Regions from separate parts of the Hordeum vulgare genome. Here region 2 is linked to region 1. The links are chromatin contacts, called in public Hi-C maps. All regions are on one chromosome and are shown on one strand. The core of a region is the stretch at or near the end of the contact, and the rest is flanking DNA. Distances in the headings are between cores, read along the strand shown. Region 1 holds the start of LOC123452592. Region 2 holds the start of LOC123399664 (pyruvate kinase 1, cytosolic).

Evidence for each region. A called contact is a pair of places that touch in the nucleus more often than the background predicts.
Region 2: a contact with region 1 is called in a Hi-C map of leaf, with 2.9 times the contacts expected there. The contact joins the promoter of LOC123399664 here to the promoter of LOC123452592 in region 1. A contact is called at or near these places in 2 of 6 Hi-C or Micro-C datasets (leaf and seedling) and 1 of 1 datasets of contacts at active chromatin or transcription factors (embryo).

Annotation. Positions count from the first base shown.
Region 1 is chr5H:280,269,836-280,273,076 of MorexV3_pseudomolecules_assembly, forward strand. LOC123452592 reads left to right here and starts at 1,703. Exons shown (of 9, transcript XM_045129271.1): 1 at 1,703-2,380. The coding sequence starts at 1,790.
Region 2 is chr5H:280,514,051-280,517,340 of MorexV3_pseudomolecules_assembly, forward strand. LOC123399664 (pyruvate kinase 1, cytosolic) reads right to left here and starts at 1,286. Exons shown (of 16, transcript XM_045094057.1): 1 at 1,040-1,286; 2 at 758-854; 3 at 547-644; 4 at 219-374; 5 at 1-33. The coding sequence starts at 1,108.

The sequences.
Region 1 (3,241 bases), core at 453-2,952:
CCCTCTTATTCTTGTACTGGTATGTTAGCTACTTCAATAAATGCTTAGTCGCTTGCTACAACCACACCACTTAATCATATGTCACCCATCAAGCTTTGCTAGTCTTGATACGTTTGGAAATGAGATTGTTGAGTCCCCTGTGGCTCATAGATTACTACAACAATAGTTGCAGCTACATGTAAAGTGATACTTTGACGTGAACGCGATGATTGTTCTATTTAGAGTTTCTTCTTCTTCTTCTTCATCAATCTAGGATGGGTTCCACGCGGCAGTCTGGGATAGCAAGGATGGACGTCGTTTTATTGTTTGATTTCATCCGTAGTCGGACCCTTCTCTTTTACATGATGTTTGAATGTATTTTTGTATTGATGTGTTCATGCTGTAGCTCGTGGCGAGTGTAAGTCAATTCCATATGCTCATCTCTTCTGTACATGTACTTGTAACATACCCATTTTGGCAAAACGACGAGATGCGTTTATATCCCCGTCGAGGCTCTCAAGCCAAACCAAAAATAAGGATAGAATCGCATCTTGGGCGTTACAACGGCGTGGGTGCGCTGTTGTGGATGTGATGCGACGGTGTGCCATGCTTCAAGCATGGCCGTCGAGGGCACTGCCTAGATCAGGCCCGACAGGATCCATGAGAGTTTTCTGGTGGTTGGCCCTGCTATTCTTCGTGCTCCATAACTTTCTTTGATCTGATGTATGCCGACCTCCTTGATCTGGACACTGACGGGTTCCTTTCAAAGATCTCAGCTTTTGGCGCAAGGTGCCACTGGATATCTAGATCAGAATTGATCCGATCGGACACGCCCTCATCTTTGGTCAGAGAGGCTTCATAAGGGCGTGGCGCGAAGCTTTGTTGTCTTGCCAATGCCATGTGACATGTTTAAGTATAGATTTCCACGACATGGACAATGGTGAAGAAAATCGTGGTGGCTACGATGAAGACTTGTAATGGCGAAGAGGAGTTTTGGTTGCGTTGAAGAATGACAGCACAAGTTTTTTTTCCTTTGTGTCGGGTGTTCAGGACTTGCAGCGATGGTATTGGCAGGTGGGAGTGGCAATAGAAGTGGTCAGCATTTTTGGGGGTGCTTCTCGAGTATAGAGTCGTGATCTCCAAAGTGAAAGCCCAAGGTCCGGCCTTTATTGCTTGTACGTAGCAATGGTCTTGCGAAGGCATTGTTTTTGCATCTCGGTCTCTCTCAAGGGTGAAAAATCAAGATCCTTGATCGGGCGACAACGATGTTTGTACATTGTTTCTTTCTTGTTTTTGAAGAACCCTTTCTCTAGTCCGGATATTGTCTTTGATGGTGGTTAGAGTATTGCTGTTGCGAGTATTGCGATGGTGCCTCTTTTTATTTTTTTAATTGTGTGCATCCTTATGTCTTTCTATGTCTTGTTGGACCTAAGGCTGAGTGTAATTAATATTTTCATAATATAATATATTTTTATCGATAAATTTATTACTACTGCAATTTGTAGAGGCAGCGAACAAATTTATTAATACACACCATAGCGAACAAATTTATTAGCACACACGCCATAGCGAACAAATCGTTAGCTGGAGGCAACTCAACCATCACTTGAGAATTTCCCCATCAGACGGCAATATGGCAGTTTACCCATAAACTTTCCCTTCTTAGAAAAGGAAAATCCTCCCCTCAGAAAACAAAAAGGAAAATCCGAACATTTTCCTAGCATAATTGCTTCCGGTACCATTGCCTTTGCCAGAAGGGACTCGCCTCCCCCTTCCCATTCCCGGCGCCCGCCCCAACCAACCCTCCCCGATGGACGCCGTCGCGTTCCCGCCGCCTCCGGCCCCCTTCCTCGACGACGACTTCGATTTCGGGGACTTCGCTTTCGCACCCGCTGCGCCTCATCCTGCACCCCCGGCTCCGCAGCCGGCTGCTTTCGCGGCCTTCGACGACGACTGGGGCGACTTTGTGGCGAGCTCCCTCGGATTCGACCCGGATGGCCTGTCCGCACCCGCCATCCCGCCTACGGACGGGAAGTCAGCCGCCGGCGCCTGGCAGAAGCCCCGGGGCCCGCTTCCCCTATCCCTGTTTGGAGCCGGTGACAAGGAGGAGCAGGAGGAGGAGAAGGATGAAGTGCCTGTCGGGCCGCCCCCGCACACGTCCAGGGTGCACCAGCGGGCACCGTCGTTCCGATCCAAAGCCTCGAGCCCTGCAGATCTCAAGGACCTCATCGTCGGCCTCTACGGATCTCAGCCTCCGCCCACCCCCGAAGCACCAGAGCCGGGTGCGCTGGAGGAGGGGGACGATGACGGGTTTGGAGATGACGGTTGGGAATTCAAGGCCGCCCCCTCCTCTGATGCCGGCCAGGATGGAGCCGGACAAGCGGACGGGGATGGAATTGAGGTAAGCTTATGATTTCTTCCTGTAGCGATCCCTTCCCTTCATAACTGTCTATGTTAATTTTCATGAGATTTTGGCATCAACATGTTCCGAAACTAATGTATCAGCTGGACAACCGACCTGATAAATGTAACTGGTAAAGAGAAAGCGAGCTAGCTTGTGAAGTAGGACATGTGTTGGATGTTTATTTCCTACTAATTTGCTGCTAGCGACCGAAGCTAACCCACTGTAGAAAATTCGTTGCTAAGCCCTGGCGGAACTGTAACCTAAGAGATAATCAAATACAATAAATCGCATGATTGTGGCGATCAAGTAAAACAATCAGATACTTCAAGGGTAATATTCTGTCTCATTAAAACTGCTTGTCTGGGGAATAAGGTGTAACTAGTACTCCCTCCATTCCAAATAAAGATGTTTTAACTTTTTTCAGAATCAGACATATATTGACGCATTTTAGGCCCCGCTTGGCATCAGTGTAACATTAGACGGCCGGATTTAGTTTACCGGCATATAATACCGGCCACAGAAGATTTCCGCGTGGAAAAGAAACGATGGGTAGAGGCGTGTATCATAAACTGGCCGCATGCGAACGTAACAGGGGATACCAGCGTAAACAATACAAGACCCAATATGACGAACCAAGCACTTGCAACAAACTCATACGACTTTTTCTTACGGAGCAATGTTTTGCGGATGTATTTTGGTGGAAAACGTCAATCCAGGTGGGGCCTTAGTGTGTTTGTTCACTCATTTTAGTAAGTATGTAGTCCATATTGAAATATCCAAAACATCTTATAATTAGGAATGGAGGTGTATAAAGCTCTAACTTGCACCATCATGGTTATAGTTTTAGACTTTAGACAC
Region 2 (3,290 bases), core at 36-2,535, 240 kb after region 1:
CCCAACAAATATTGTGGCTCCGGGCTTCACAGCCTGCAAAGAACAAAGGATAGCTCAGATTTAATCCATGCGGAGATACGAGTGGACATTTTAGTGCGACAACAAATGACAAACATTATAAAACAGACAGACAACTGTGGATCTGCTTACAGCTACCGTCACATGCAAGTAAATACAAAGTTCGAGATTCAGGGAGATGATATAGAGAATGGTTTTACCTTGGCGAGTCCAGAGAAGTTGATAGGGAGCAATTTGGAAGAGGCCTCCTGGCCTTTGTGAGGGGTGAGAACAACAGACTCGTTCTCTTCAAGCGAGATTGTGACCTCACTCTTGTTCACCACTTGCAACTCGGGGCCAACAGTGTCAAGCATAACCTATCCAAAAAAAATACCCAAAAGTCAAGCTCCACAGAACATATTTCACCTAGCTAGCATCAGATCCACTCTTAAGTGGCATGTTTGGGTGTGTGTAGGCAAAGTTGATATGCAAAGTTGATTTCATCACGACTTATGGCCACAAATCACCGTTGGTTGTGACGGCACTTACAGCGCATAGCTTCTTGGTGGCCTTGATGGCGATCTTGAGGTTCTCGAGTGTCTCCTGGTGGTACGCGGCATCCCCCCACGAGAAATCGAAACGTGCCACTGCAAGAAAAAATGACAGAAAATCCTTGTTGGATTTAGAAGAAGAAGAAAAACGATTAAGAGAAGGACACACTCTCCGCTGTTGCAGAAGAAAGATATGGGATTATACGAACCAGACATGCCGGCCTTCAGGCAGGCGGAGATGGCCTCAACGGACCGGGACTTGGGACCCAGCGTCCCCACGATCTTCGTCATCGCCGGGAAGAAGTTCTGATTTAGAAAAAGAAAAACATCAGCAAGGTCTGATCCAAGACCGATAAGGAGAGACGGGCGGCCGCAATTAGGGATTGATCCCCGCGCAGATCATCAAATCCGACGGAGAGAGAGAGAGAGAGAGAGAGAGAGAGAGAGGGGGGGAGAGGAAGCAAAGCGTAGGGCGGGGGATGGGCGCTCACCGGTTTGGACGGCTCGAGGATGGAGACCATCCGGATGGGCTCCTCGAGGAGCAGATTGGTGGAATGCATCTTGGCTGGCTCCTGAGTTCAGATCGGCGGCGAGGGGTGGCGACGGCGACGGGAGGCGGGGGCGCTTGCCCTCTTCTTCTTCTTCTTCCCCAAGCAAGGCAATGAAGAGAAAGAGGAATGTTCGAGACCTAGTGCGATGCGGTGCAGGATGCTCCTCCTCCTCCTCCCCTCCGTTCTTCTCTCCCTTTTTATTAACCCCGCGGCCGCGAGCCAGGAGGCGGCATGTGGCTTCCGGTGGGCCGAAGAGGTGGTACAGCGACACGCGGGTTTTGACGGCCGCCGCCTGTTTTTTCTACTGCCATGGGCCGGACACCGGCGCGGCCCGACCCGGACCCGTGAACCAGCCGGGCGGAAAGAATGAGCGGGGGCAAAACCTTTGACTTTTCCAACAAGTTTTGACTCGTTTCTCATTCTCTTCCGCTGCAGGTCGCGTCGGTGGGACCGTTGTTCTCGTTCTTTGTTTCTTGGAGAACAATGTTTGTGACGGTAGAAAGCCACCATTTCTTGCGACTAAATATTGCCTCACGATCCCCAATCTGTAATTCCAAATCGAGTAAACTATTTCCTTTTTAAAACGCCATCCTTCAAAATCCAATTCATTAAAACACGTTGAAAATACCTCTTCAACAGAATCCCACACGAAAATCGTTACAACACGTCGAGAAAGAAGGGCATCTGACAGACCTGACACCAAGACCCGCATACACCTTTGAGGAAAGGACAACGTTGAGGTTGACTGTTATGTCATCGTCATCACCTCTCCACAAGCAATTGACTCACAATTCACCGCGAGCGACCCGTTAAGACATCTCCGAGTAAACGGTACACGAGAACTTTACCGACCAAAGTCAAACAATCAACCGCACGCATCGAGGACGAGGCAACTCTCACTTTGATGACGAGCCTCATAGAAGAAAACGAGCACGCCTTGCACAATAGAGTCCAATATGCATGTCACTTGGCATCGATGCCGCAATGTCTCCCCGCAAAGCCGCAACTTCGACTTCATGCTCACGAACATGACAAACGGTTGACGACGAAGGCAAGCCACAACTCTGCTCATCTTGCAACCATCGTCATCACCACTCAAGTGGCAACACCACATCCGCATCATCGACCGGGCACTTGCCAACCACAATGTTGTGCACGTCCAGCCCCAAGGAAGTGCAAGAGGGATCAAGATCTTTAAGACGTTGCCCCTCAAGAGAGAAAGAGCAATGTTGAAAATGAGGTTGTTGCCTGATCCTACAACAGGATCTTTGTTGTTACTTGAATAGCTCGATCTTTGAGAAGGAAAACGATCCCCACAGGCGGCGCCGCCACCAGCCGGCAAGCACCGGTCAGGCTTTCGCCCGGAGCAACACAAGTTTGCCTCCAACGCAGCTGGTCGTTGCCAACCAACACCTCCATCGCACGAACCTCCACTCACCCACACACTCCTACATGGAAATCGCATTGTTGCCATACAGGATCATCACGGCAACTGTGTGGGATCGAGAAGTGGCATCTAGAGGGGGTGAATAGACACTTGACAAGATATATGAGCAGTTTTTTATTTGCTTGAGATTTACGCAGATTTTACACAAGTTAAGTTGCATCCAGAGGTTCATACATATCCATATCTAGATATCAAGCAGCGAAAAGTAAACATCATGCATTCGCAAGAAACATAAAGGATGGTAGAGTAAGAAGATCAAACGCAATGAAGACATAGAGTTTTTTTACGTGGTTCCGATAAGCGGTGCTATCGTACGTCCACGTTGATGGAGGCTTCAACCCACGGAGGGTAACGACTGTGCGAGTCCACGGAGGGCTCCACCCACAAAGGGTCCACGAAGAAGCAACCTTGCCTATTCCACCATGGCTTACGTCCACAAAGGACTAGCCTCATTCGGGATAGATCTTCATGAAGTAGGCGATCGCCTTGCCCTTACAAACTTCTTGGTTCAAATCCACAAGATTTGAAGGCTCCCAAGCGACACCTAACCAATCTAGGAGACACCACTCTCCAAAAGATAATATATGGTGTATGGATGATGAACTCCTTGCTCTTGTGCTTAAAAAGATAGTCTCTTCAACACTCAATCACTCTCTAAGAGAATTTGGCTTGGTAGAAGAGGATGATTGGGTGGAAAGCAACTTGGGGAGGCTAGAAATCAAGAATCATATGGTAATATCTTGA